Linked DNA regions of Capsicum annuum: region 2 is linked to region 1. A link is a contact called in public Hi-C data. All regions are on one chromosome and are shown on one strand. The core of a region is the stretch at or near the end of the contact, and the rest is flanking DNA. Distances in the headings are between cores, read along the strand shown. Region 1 has its middle 16 kb from the start of LOC107838718. Region 2 holds the start of LOC107838726 (homeobox-leucine zipper protein HOX11).

Region 1 (6,062 bases), core at 3,441-5,940:
GGATCAATTTTTTATTTTTATTTTTAAAATAATTTTATAATTATTTTTTCATAATTTATATCCTCAATGCCATTTTTTATTTTCATTTTTTAAAAAAGTTTTATAATTTTTTTAATAATTAATTTTTTATTTTTAAATAATTTTTTAATAGTTTATTTCAATTTTTTAAAAAATTAATAATTTTGTTTAAATAATCAGTTTTTTATTTTTCAAATAATTTTATAATTATTTTTTTCATAATTTATATCCTCGTCATTTTTTATTTTCATTTTTTGAAAAAAATTATAATTTTTCTTAATAATTAATTTTTTTAAAAAATAATTTTTAAATATTTTATTTTATTTTTTAAAAAAATTATAATTTTTTTTAAAAATAATTGTAGAATTATTTTTTAATAATTTCCCCAATGTTATTTGTATATACTTTTTTTTCAAAGATTATAATTAATTTTTTATAATTATTGGACCCACAATGTCATGTGTCAGCTTTCATTAGCTCATTTTGCCACGTCATCGCGTGTGTGCAATACACACTTTGAGTTTTTTGCTGATAGGGCAAAAAAGGCCCAATTGGAACAAAATGTGGGGGGTTTAGGGGCCTGGTAGGAACATGCCTTAGTTTAGATGTCTAAGTGAATTTTGACAACAAGTTTGAGTGTCTATCGATGACTTTGACCTTTTTCTTAATATCAAATCATCTACAAACTTTATGGATTGTGATAATCAGTTAAGAAGATATATTTTAGATTATAAATTGAATGAAATTGGTTTATAAAGTAATTTCTTATATATTACAATTGTATGAAATGTGTATGTGATAGATATATAAACTAATAAGAAATATCTATGAATTATGATATTTAATTTAATTGATACTATTTTATATATCCATTTCATACAGGATTTTATCTCATTTACTTTCGTATTAAATTAAAGTTGAATGAAGACTATTACCTTCCAAACTAAAGAAAAAATAATCAAAATTTATAAAAAAAAATGGTAATATATCTAATTTTTCAATAATAGAAAAAGTAAGAAAGAATATTATGAAAAAAAGATGAAATCAACTATTAAGGATTTTGAAGAAATATATATAAAAAAATATAAAATAAAATAGAATGAAAAGAGGAAGAGAGAGTTGTGTATTTTGTGAGAGAATTGTGAAAATGAATAACAAATTATGAAAAAAAAAAAATTAAGAGGAGAGAGATATTAAGGTGGGATGGATATCCATCTATAATAACAAACTGCTTTATTTTAGGAGTCTTTTTTTTATTAAAAAAATATTTTTTTCTTTATTTTTTTTATTTTAAAAATTACTATTAGTTGTAATCTAACAAATATTGATATGACTTGCAATTACAATCTAAGGATGTATATTTTGATTTTTTTCCCTTGAATAAGAACAATGAAGGATATTCAATGTACTCAATTTTGATAGATGTATTGATCAACATGATAAATTCAAGCTAAAGTATCAATAACATATATTATTTGCGAATCACATAATTTTGATTGATGGGATACACAACCAAGTCATTGCCAATTTGAAGATTTTGAGACAAATCTTACAATCGAAAGGGTTCAAACTTAGCACAACAAAGACAAAAGACTTGAAGTACATATTCACATATATGAAACTAAAACTTAGTACACAGGCTATCAAAAAAACTTAGTACACAGGCTATCAAAAAGATATCATAATCTTATAACTTTATTTTTAAAATAATTTAATCAACATATTAAAACATCTAAAAATAACTTAGAGCCTGTTTTGAATTATTGTTAGAAAACTACTTGTTTGAAAAGTATTTTTATATAATATATTTTTTAAAAAAGTAATTTGTATTTGATAAATAGATTGTATTTGGATAATATTTTATGAAAAGTATTTTTGAGAGTCAAATGACCAAAAAAGACATGGATCAATATATTTTTTCTGCTAAAATCATTTTATAGAAAAAATATTTTAAATATCTATTATAATTTTTTATTGAGACTTTATTATTATTTGATTAAAAAGTACATACTATAAAATTTTCAATTAGTATTTTTATACATAGATTCATTTAAAAAATATTAAATAATAATATAATATTACTTAGAAATATCAAAAAAAATATTTGAATCATATAATGAAATAAAGAATAATAATATTAACATAAAGTATAAAATTTTAAAATTAAACTCTAGTCAAACTTATCAGATATGCTAATGCATGTTTGTAAATTTTTCAAATGTCTTTCTTTTTATAAGAAATATTTTTTTCTGAAAATAATTTCTTTTTCAGAAAAAAAAAATCCAAACAGCCTATCAATCCATTTTAATAGCGTTACAAAAAAAAAGGGTGATATTTTTATTTTTAATATAAAGAATAAAACCGACTAAAAGAAAGTGAGATAGCGGGAAGAAAGTGACGTAGAGGGGGGTGGTGGAAATCACGTGAAGTTCCATAATAAAGTCAAGAATAACACGTGACTCCCCAAATAGGTCGTAGAGTAAAACAAGCTAAAGGTGGGGAACCCCCACGTGAACTCCATGGAATATTCAATTCAAACATTACTAAATCTAGAGATTTTGTTCTATTAATATTTATGGGACCAATTCAAGTGAAAATTTACGTTTATTTTATAAGCGGATAAAGTATTCTGAAATTTTGATCTTTTAAATAAGATGAGATATATTGATTTTGGAAGAAAATTTAATGGTTGATATGATAAATTTATATCATTAATTAAAAATAATATTAAATTTGTTTTAAACTTAATTTTGACATATTTCATCTTGTTCCGCTTATCGAATGACCTCAGTCTAATATTTTGAGGTTCATTTTATTGTCGTTTTCTTTTTTTCTTTTTTTTTTCTTTTTGTTTTATAAATGATGTTGATTATTTATTTGCTTTAAAGTACATTAAAATGGCAACTAAATAAATCACTCGGAATTTTTTTTAAGAAAATCATAGTCAAATTCACATCAATTTTTAATTCATTTAGCTCTGATAGAATCAAATCAAACAAATTTAGACTGGAAAATAGAAATAGAGTTTTTTTTTTTAAAAAAAAACAAAAGGTGCGAGAAAAGAATTTTTTAGTATTTTATTATAGAGATGCAGCAAAGTGTGAAGGGGACAGGTCTCCAACATTTGCAATCATTGGAATATACGAAAAACAACTTGTTCCCTTACCACCACTCCATGCCGCAAATAATAATAGTAATATAAATGCTTTTATAATTGTTTATTTACAATTTACTTCATTTTTTTTTAGTGTTGTGTGGGTGGGTTTGCCGGGGGGGGGGGGGGGGGGCAATCAAAATAAATTATTTTCTACAATAAAGAGGAAAATGCCCTTAGTTGAGATTTTAAGAAAATAAAAAATATGTAAAGATATACTTAAATGATTTTGTAAAAAATTAATTGGTCATGTGCAAATTTCATATTTAATACTATACAATTCTCGGTTCGTCGGTCGTTATTATCGGATCCGGACTATTACTAATTTGAAAAATGCATCAATCGTTACAAGTAATAAAGTGATGAGAAGTTGAGAACTATATCATACTCATACGAATTGAAATTTTACACAACATTATTCTTTGTTTGGATGCTAATTATTTGTGGAATAAAATTGTTGCTACTAGTTAGAGCTTTGATCTTTCCTTCGAGATAGTCTATTATCTTGCCATAATGACTATGTAGTACGTACATAGAACATAGAAATTGAAAGAAATAGACCAAACAAAAAAAATAAATACAATGCAAATGAAATACACGATTGGGCGTCAATTAGCTAGTCGTACACTTCTTATAATTGTTTGATTTTTGATGTTACAATTTCAAATAAATCCAATTACATTCTTTGGAGTACCTTTGATCTTATTTGTCTTTTTTATTAGTATCTTATTTGATCAAAGCTTTTATGAAGTTATAACATAAAAGTATTTTTTAATCTTAAAAACTATTTATTTTTAAAAATTAAAATATTTGATCAAAAATAGTAACAGAAGCTATTTTTCCGAAGTTTTAAAATTATTTCTTCTCCAAAAAGCAATTCTAAAACATTGATTAACCAAAAAATATTTGTTTTTATATAGATAAAAATATTTTCAAATCAATTAATGAAACACCAATTACTAGTCCTTTTAAAAAATTATCCTAACCAAGATAAACAAATTTTAGTAATTTGACCAACCATGCTAATGACAAGACTGAGTTGTTCAAATAATTAGCATTCCTTATTTTCAATTTGAAAATTATGAGTTCACAACAACAAAAAGGTCAAAAAAAAAAAAAAAAAAAAAAGAGAGCTCTTGGTGCTAATGTGAAATTTAGACCTCCATCCCTACCCCCAAACCCCACCCAAAGGCGGAGTTACAAATAAGATTGGGGGTTCATTCAAATTCCTTTGTACGAAAAATTGTACTATATATACATGATTAAAATTATTTTTTATGTATATATAGTAGATATCGAACTCCCTTCGATTAGTTTGTATGTTCATTTATAAACCTCTTTATGTCAATTCTAGCTCCGTCACTGACCCCACCCCACCCAACCTCCCAAAAAAAACAGTTTGAATAGTTCAATTAAACCCCCCACCCCCCACCCCCCAAAAAAGGGGTGGTGAATAGAGAAGGGAGAGTCAAATAATTAGAATGGAGAGTTTAGGTCAGAAGTCATGAGGCACGCGTGACTCTCGGTCAACCCACCTCCTTATTTCTTTCTCTCTTTTTAGCGGCACTTCGCTGAGGTAAGAACAATGAGAGCCTATTGTATTATAAAATACTCTTTTTCGTTCATCTTTATTTCTCAATTATATTAAAAATAAATATTTTATAATAAAATAACTTATAAAAATTTCACAAGTTAAGAAGTTAATAATATTTTCTAATCATAATTTTATTTAATTAAATAAAATTTTAAAAATTTCATTTTATGATACATGTTTTAAATCTTGATGTATACATAAATATTAATTTGATATATTTAAAAATACATATCGCGTGTGATACATTTTAAACTAGTAAATGTGGATATATATATTTGTGATACATTTATTTAAATATAGCGTTATGTGTTGATTTAGGATATATATATTTCTGATATTTTATTTTAGTATAGTGTTATGTATCATGATTTTTTTAATGAATTGATTTTTTTCTCTATCTTCTCACTTGTATTTTACAAAATCTCATTAACGCCGCTACTTATTAACTCTCTCAACCTCCATTGAAAAGTAATCAAATACACCAACAATTTCTCCGCTCTTCCAAAGGCGGGCTTTACCCATTTTAAAAAAAGCGATCGCCTCCAAATTTGAAGGGCTTCATTTTTTTAGTAATAAAATATTACACATTAAAAAGATACTAAATATTATTTATAGAAAAAAATAAACTTTTCATATAAAGGAATTTAGGTCTCAAGAAATTAATGCATTGACTATATTACTAATTAAAAAAAGAATTATTATAAGAAATTGATGATATAATTTTAAAAATATCTTTATAAATACAATTAATTTTTCTTAAAAACTTAAGACATCGGTTAGATTTTGACCTTATTAAGCCATGAATTTACTTGAGCCACCCCTGCACTCTTCACCATCTTACCTTCATGAACTACATCTCCGACGAACTCGAGTCATCAAAAGTATTGACCTCTGTCCCACCATTGCTTTACTTCCACCATCGCAACACCTTCAAACACTTAAAAATCAGCAACCATACTCATCCTCCATTAAAAAAAATAAATTAAAAGACAATCATCAACTTCGATCGACAACATCATTAATACACATTTTTTTTTCTTCATTAGGCTGTCAATCAGACCTCACCTTCTCCTCTGTAAACTCTCAGTTTCTCACTGTTTCAAAACCTTTTCGTTAATTTTCTCACATATTTATTTCGTCTTTCTTCCTGTTTTTAAATCAATTCACATAATAGAGTAATGAATTTATTAAAGTTTGATATGTATGAATCTAACTAAAAACATTATTGCCCTAATCTCTCTAGTTAAGCTTCAAATGATGAGCATATTTACTAGTCTTAAGTAAACTAGATTCTCC
Region 2 (6,421 bases), core at 1,639-4,138, 43 kb before region 1:
AAAATCAAGTAGACTGGAAAGATAAAATGCATCAAATAAAAAATGATACTTCGTCGCAATTGCAATCTAAGGAGATTATAAATAAAATTATTCATTAATATTATCTTTTAAGCAATGTTATGTGTAATAATTTAAACCACTTCAAAAGAAAGCTCATGGAACTCAATATTTTCAAGAACAAGATATAAATTATATAAGTGAAACATAAGTCATGTAGACAAAAAATAAGGGGAAATTCTTCTAAACCTAGTACAACTACAAACATTTTTCTCATACCTTTTCCTTTTCTTTTTGGTTCACATGTAAGTGAACCAAAACAGTCTCAATATGTTGAGACAAAAAAAAAAAACCATCAATAATCCCAAAAGGACACAAAACAAGTAAAACCCCTACTAAGATCTCCGAGGTAGAAAAAAACCAAAGCCAATGATCAGTATATTTACATCAGAGAAATTAAAATTCACTTTTTTTTTTCAATCAAGAGGCTGCTGATTGATGGGAATGACTTGGATTATTATTAGTAGTAGTTGTAGTAAATGGGAAAAATCTTGGTCTGGAATTAAGAAATGGAATTGCTTTAGGAATATTGTCATTAGTAGCTGTGGTGGTAGTAGTGGTACTAGGGGCTTTGGTAGTGGTGGTGGTAGTGGTGGTTCCGGTGGCTATGATGGGAGGAGCTGCGGCAGCTGGGGCGGAGGTGGTGGTGGAAGCCACCCTCTCACAAGAAGGACACATAGTTAAGGTGGTGGCAGGAAGTTGCATGTAAAATGGATTAGAAGTTTTCAAAGCTCTCAATTCTTGAAGTTCTTTGTGTAGTCTTCTGTTTTCTTCAGTCAGTGTCTCACAGCATCTTTTTAAGTACTCACAATCCACTTCTGTTTGCTTAAGCTTAGTCCTGCAAGCAATTGAATTAAAGATAAATAATCTAAACAGAATTAAATTCGAGAAAATGATATGACTAGAAATCAATTTTTTGCATTAATTGTGTAGCTTGCATAGATACAAAGACAAGTGCTCTCACAGTATTCAAGAATATTGAAAGGAGCTGCTGCAAAACTGTAAGTACCCCAAGTGAGGAAATAAGACCAAACCAGACCATTTATTAAATTCTCATCTGTCACAAACAAATGTTTTCTTTGTTGCCTTCAATTCTCTTATATAGTTTTAAATTGCATTTTGTGTTAAGTAATTTTAAGAAGGAAATTAATTCATAGCTGGCAATTTAAAATAATTTTATTGAACCAACCTTGCTCTTCTATTCTGAAACCAAACTTCAACTTGTCTTTGCCTTAGATTTAGCTGTTTAGCAAGTGCCAGCTTTTGCTTCTGTACCATACAATAAACAAAATAAAAACAACAATATATCAGAAAAACATACTTTTAAAAAATTATTTATCAAAAACTGTTCTTTTCTTGTTTTTCAACCTAGAAACTCCCAAAAAAAAAAAAAAAAACTCAATCATAATTTATATTTATTTTTTTTATTTGTACTTACTGGATTAAGAGTATGGTGTTCTTTGAAACTTTCTTCGAGATGAGCTGATTGTTCTTTGGATAACCTAAGCTTTTTCCGAGTATTAACACCATTTTCATCTTCATCACTTGCTCTTGACGATGCTCTTTCCGGGTCGCCGCCGTCGTTCCCGCCGGCGGAATCGGAGCTCCGTTTATTTCCGACGCCGATAATATTCACACAGTTTTTGAATAGCCCAAATTCCATACGAAACGACGACGCTACACTGTTAGGCGATGTAACTTCTTCCATACCCACCGCCGGCAGCCGGTTCACGTCGAATCCCCTCGCCGCCGGTAACCCGCCGTTCCCGGAAGAACCATTTTCAGAACTCCCTACAAAGATATAATCACAAATAAATTTAACATCAAATCTAAACTACCTTATTTTAATAGAAAAATACTAATAGAATTTAGAAAAAATTCTTGGAAAAGGGAAGTAATTGTTGGATGGAGACTTTTATTGACTGAACTCAAAATTTTCACACGAACAACAGTGATTATATACGTCAAAATTTTCTATAATAAATTAATAATCATTTATATTTATATTTGGAAGAAAATAATCGTTAAAAATTTTAAAAATATAAACTTCAACAAAAAAAACTTTAAAAGATGAAACCACAAATATATAGTATTTCATGTATACAAGGTTAAAAAAAAACATGTTCATCAATTTTCTTATAAAAAATGGAAAACGGTCCAAACTCGATCTTAGAGTACAACAAATTCAACTTAACATAATATGCTGCATGTGTATATGTTTTTTGGTATACGTATAAAAAGAAACATGTTGATAAAATCTTATATTATTATTACTGATATATGTATAAATTATCATTATAAAAATGATTCCTCGCCTTATAATCTATATTAAAAAAATGAAAGTAGAAATTACCATTATCAGAGGACCAATGGAGCGATTTAAGAGGAGGAGCAGGAGTAGGAACAGGAACAAGAGGAAGAAGATCAAGCTGAACTGGTACTGTACCATTATTTGTCCCTTCTTCAGATGTATTTTCTTCTTCATTTTCTTCATCTTGTTGGAGTATTTTACCACTTGATGATGAGTTAATTCCTAAAGCCATGCAAAAACCTAAACCCTTTTTCTTCTCATGATCATCACAAACATTTTTCTTTGACAAGAAAGATGTTGTTGTTGTTGTTGTTGTTGTTGTAGTAGTAGCAACAGTGTTAGCATCTCCTAAGGTTAATCCAAGCTCCATACTTTCATGTGATGGGGGAAAAAAGAACACAAAAAGATTTTTGGATTTGGAGTATACAAAGAGTAGAGAAAGAGAGAGAGAGGAATGGAAAAATAGAAAAAAAAGGAGATTTTGAATAGAAAGCACAAGAAGGAGTCTTTATAGAGATTCTATCCAATTTGTGAATTGTTTAATTATTTTAAATGCTAAGAGAGAGATATGATGTTTAGGAGTTGTTGGGTGGGGTATCCTTTTGAACGAAAGAGTAAACCCCTCCCTTTTACTCTTTTTTTTTTTTCCAAGATTAATTTGGAGCAGTATTATTATATTTTCCACTTTTTGGTATTTTGACACTTTTGTCTTGATGGGCAAATATATGTTAATGTCTAGTCAAAAAGAGAAACTAGCAGTACCAATAATTAAACCAACACTACGTTGGTTTGTTTCTCATGTTTTATTCTTTTTTTTTCCTAGGTCGTTTAGTTAATAGGATGAGGTGAATATCTAAGATCAAAATTAAGATTAAATTTATATTATATTTAATTAAATTATAAATTAATTCTATATCTTTAAAGAAAGAAATTATAATTTTAATTTTGAATATCTTATTTAATTTGATATTATTTTATACACCTTTCAATTAAAATAAAACAATTAAAATATTATAATTTTAAAATAACATAATTCGTGAATTAAACAACCTCCTAGAATTTCGTTAGCCGCCAGCTAGGGTTGTGGTAGAAAAAAATACATAATATCCTTTAGTATTGATTACAAATTTTGGATTGAAAATTATTTTCCTTTTTTTTTTAAAAAAAAAAAGAGGAATTAATAGGAATAATTTTTTCTTTTTCAAGCGTCTGCCAATCTTTTTCTAGTAATTAAAATAACAAAAAGAAAATAAAGGGACTGTACATGTTTTGAAATGTCAGAAACACGACATACCTTAGCCATGCTGGTTATCAAATCTTATGTTCCTGATGATGAATCGCACTATTGAATCATTAGTGTAACCAATTATTTATATTAATAGAGGAGATCATTCGAATTTTTTATATAATTTATATAATTAAAATTATTTTTTATGTATAAATATTCTTATAATGATCGAATGTTAAACTCTTTTTAATTTTTTCATATATTTACTTCATAATTTAATTTCTAAGATAAAAATTTCGACTCCAACACAAATATATTATACACCAGCATATGTCCATGGGTAGGGGTGGATCTACGGGGGTTCACAGGTGGCATGACACCCGTAAACTTTGATTGAAAAACTCTGTGTATATATATATATTGAATAAAATTGGTATGTTATTTAAGTGTCACTTGGTGCAATAGTTGAGGAAGTAGTGTCATTGACAAACACACTAATATTTCATGTAGTATACCAGAGTTCAAGTCCAGACGTCAACAATATTTTGTTACTTTTTGTTCGTTATTCTATTTTTTATAAAAAAATTTCCTCTTAACTTAATCTTTGTTCCCTTTTTTGGGTAATCTTTCTTTAAGAATTTTTCACTTAAGTGTAGAACATAATTGAAGATTCTTTCTTCCTTCAAATTTATAGTTAACCTCTCCTCGTAAATCATAATAATGATGATTGGCTTGATGTTATAATTTTTTAACAATAGAATTGGAAATATCCATTGAATATTGGCAACTATTTTGTACTTTCACGCTGATTGATAAGTTGAATTTAACTCTTATTTACACAATTTATAGTACTAACAATAACAACGACAACAAACTCAGTGTATTTCCACATAGTGGGGTCTGAGGAGGGTAAAATGTATGCAGTCCATACACTATCTCTGGAGAAATAGAAAAGTTGTTTTCGATAGTATTTATAACAATAATCACATTTTTATTATTTGATATATTTATCTATACAAATTGAAAAGATAAATAATCAAATCGAAATTTAAAGTCTATAAAATCGATAAAATATTCGTCTTATTTGAGACAGTGTAAATAGCAAAACATAAAATAAAAAATTAACTGATTTTCAACCGAATTAGTAAAAATTAGATTCTTTAATAATGTTTCAATAAAATTTTTCTTCAAAAATCTCTTACTAAGAAGCTAAATTTCAATGGAACGCCCATAAAAATTATTCTTTTTAAATAATAATTTTAACATTAAAAATGATATGACATCCGTAGCCTCAAAATTCTAGATTGGCTATCCACAGGAAAGATGAACTTGTTGCTGAAGTTGGTCTATAACATATAAATTATTTATAGTTACTAGCACTATATATGGGACCATATTGTTTATTTGCATTGACTTGTTTGAGAATATGTTTGAACCGACAATCTCAGGTTGACAACACACGTGAAAGCCCTCTATTCATGTTAATAGCACTATTATTATTATTTGCTCCGTTTAAAAAATAATGATCAGCTTTTCTTTTAAATTTATTTACAAAAAGAATGATTTATTTTTTTTTTACAATACTTTATTTTTAACTTTTCACATGATATGTTCAGGATCACAAAATTAAAGTACATTTTGATATATTTAACACAACTTTAATTTAAGACCATAAGATTTAAAAGTCTTTTTTATTAATATTTTAAAATTTATGTCAAGTTAAAATAAATTTTTTTTTTTAAACGGAGGGAGTACTTATTTTGTTTAGAATATATTTGTGTTTTTTTTTTTTGAAATGGGGAGGGGGGTTGTATAAGTCAAGGAAAGGACCTTCTATGAAAGATTTAGGGGGACCCTAATGCAAATTCTATTTTATCAACATTGCGCGTGTTTAGGCTTTTAATTAGGTGGGGAATTGGACTACTACACCTATGCTCTATTTTCTACTATACAAAAAATGCCTATCATAGTAGTAATACTTGTGTCGAGAACTTTATGTGAAATTTCAGTTAGTTTGAATTTTCATTTAGTATTTTATAATTTTATTTTAACTTTATCAAATCATGAATTGGACTGGATTGGGCGAGTCCGACCCAACAGGGCAAAGCCTATATTCATGACTCCTAAGTTAGTATTTGGTCATGATAATTAATTTTTTTTTTGAAGTTAGAGTTTTGGAGTTGTGTTTGGTTATAAATATATATTGAAGTTATTTTGATGTTTTTATCGGAGAATCAAAAATGAAAAACAAGTTTAACTTATTTTTACTTTTTCAAATACAATTATAAATTATATTTGAAATTTTACCGCCAAATACTACACAATTCTCGCTCAAGTAAAATAATTTTTCATAAAAAAAATAAAATAAAAAAATCATGACCAAACACTATGTAAATTTTAGTGCCGACTTCTTATTAGTGAGGTTATAAAGTTGTGGACAAAGTCTCATGCTTTGTTTGTAACATCGAGTGCCTAAAGTACTTAAAATAGAAACTGAAAATATTTATTTAAAGTTGAAGTCATGTATGACTATAAATTTTACTTTTAACAAAAATCAAAGTTTTGTGATTATAAGAATTCGTTTGAATAGGCTGAAAAAAATAATTTTTTTTTAAAAAATTAAAAGTGCTTTTGAAAGTGTTGAACTTATTTTAAAAATAAACAGTTACGTGCTTTGTAAAAGTGCTGAAACTGAAAAAAGTTATTGATGCGTTTGGTAAATAAGTGTTTTTAAGCACTTTTTTTTGGTCAAAATGTCTGAAATACCCTTATAGCTGTTAATAATATATAGAGTTGATTATTATTAATTTTTATTGCTAAAACGG

Evidence for each region. A called contact is a pair of places that touch in the nucleus more often than the background predicts.
Region 2: a contact with region 1 is called in a Hi-C map of leaf, with 2.8 times the contacts expected there. The contact joins the promoter of LOC107838726 here to the enhancer-like site in region 1. A contact is called at or near these places in 2 of 5 Hi-C or Micro-C datasets (leaf and placenta).

What each region holds. Positions count from the first base shown.
Region 1 is chr1:143,492,994-143,499,055 of UCD10Xv1.1, reverse strand. No RefSeq gene overlaps it. Among protein-coding and RNA genes, the nearest start is that of LOC107838718, 16 kb to the right of the region's middle. Within about 2 kb of position 4,690, at least 2 of the 5 cell types and tissues checked have an H3K27ac peak or open chromatin away from gene starts, as enhancers often do. A contact at or near this core is called in leaf, where this site is marked.
Region 2 is chr1:143,533,626-143,540,046 of UCD10Xv1.1, reverse strand. It overlaps LOC107838726 (homeobox-leucine zipper protein HOX11), which reads right to left and starts at 2,888. Exons shown (of 4, transcript XM_016681902.2): 1 at 2,411-2,888; 2 at 1,496-1,848; 3 at 1,247-1,326; 4 at 169-895. The coding sequence starts at 2,738. The coding sequence ends at 478.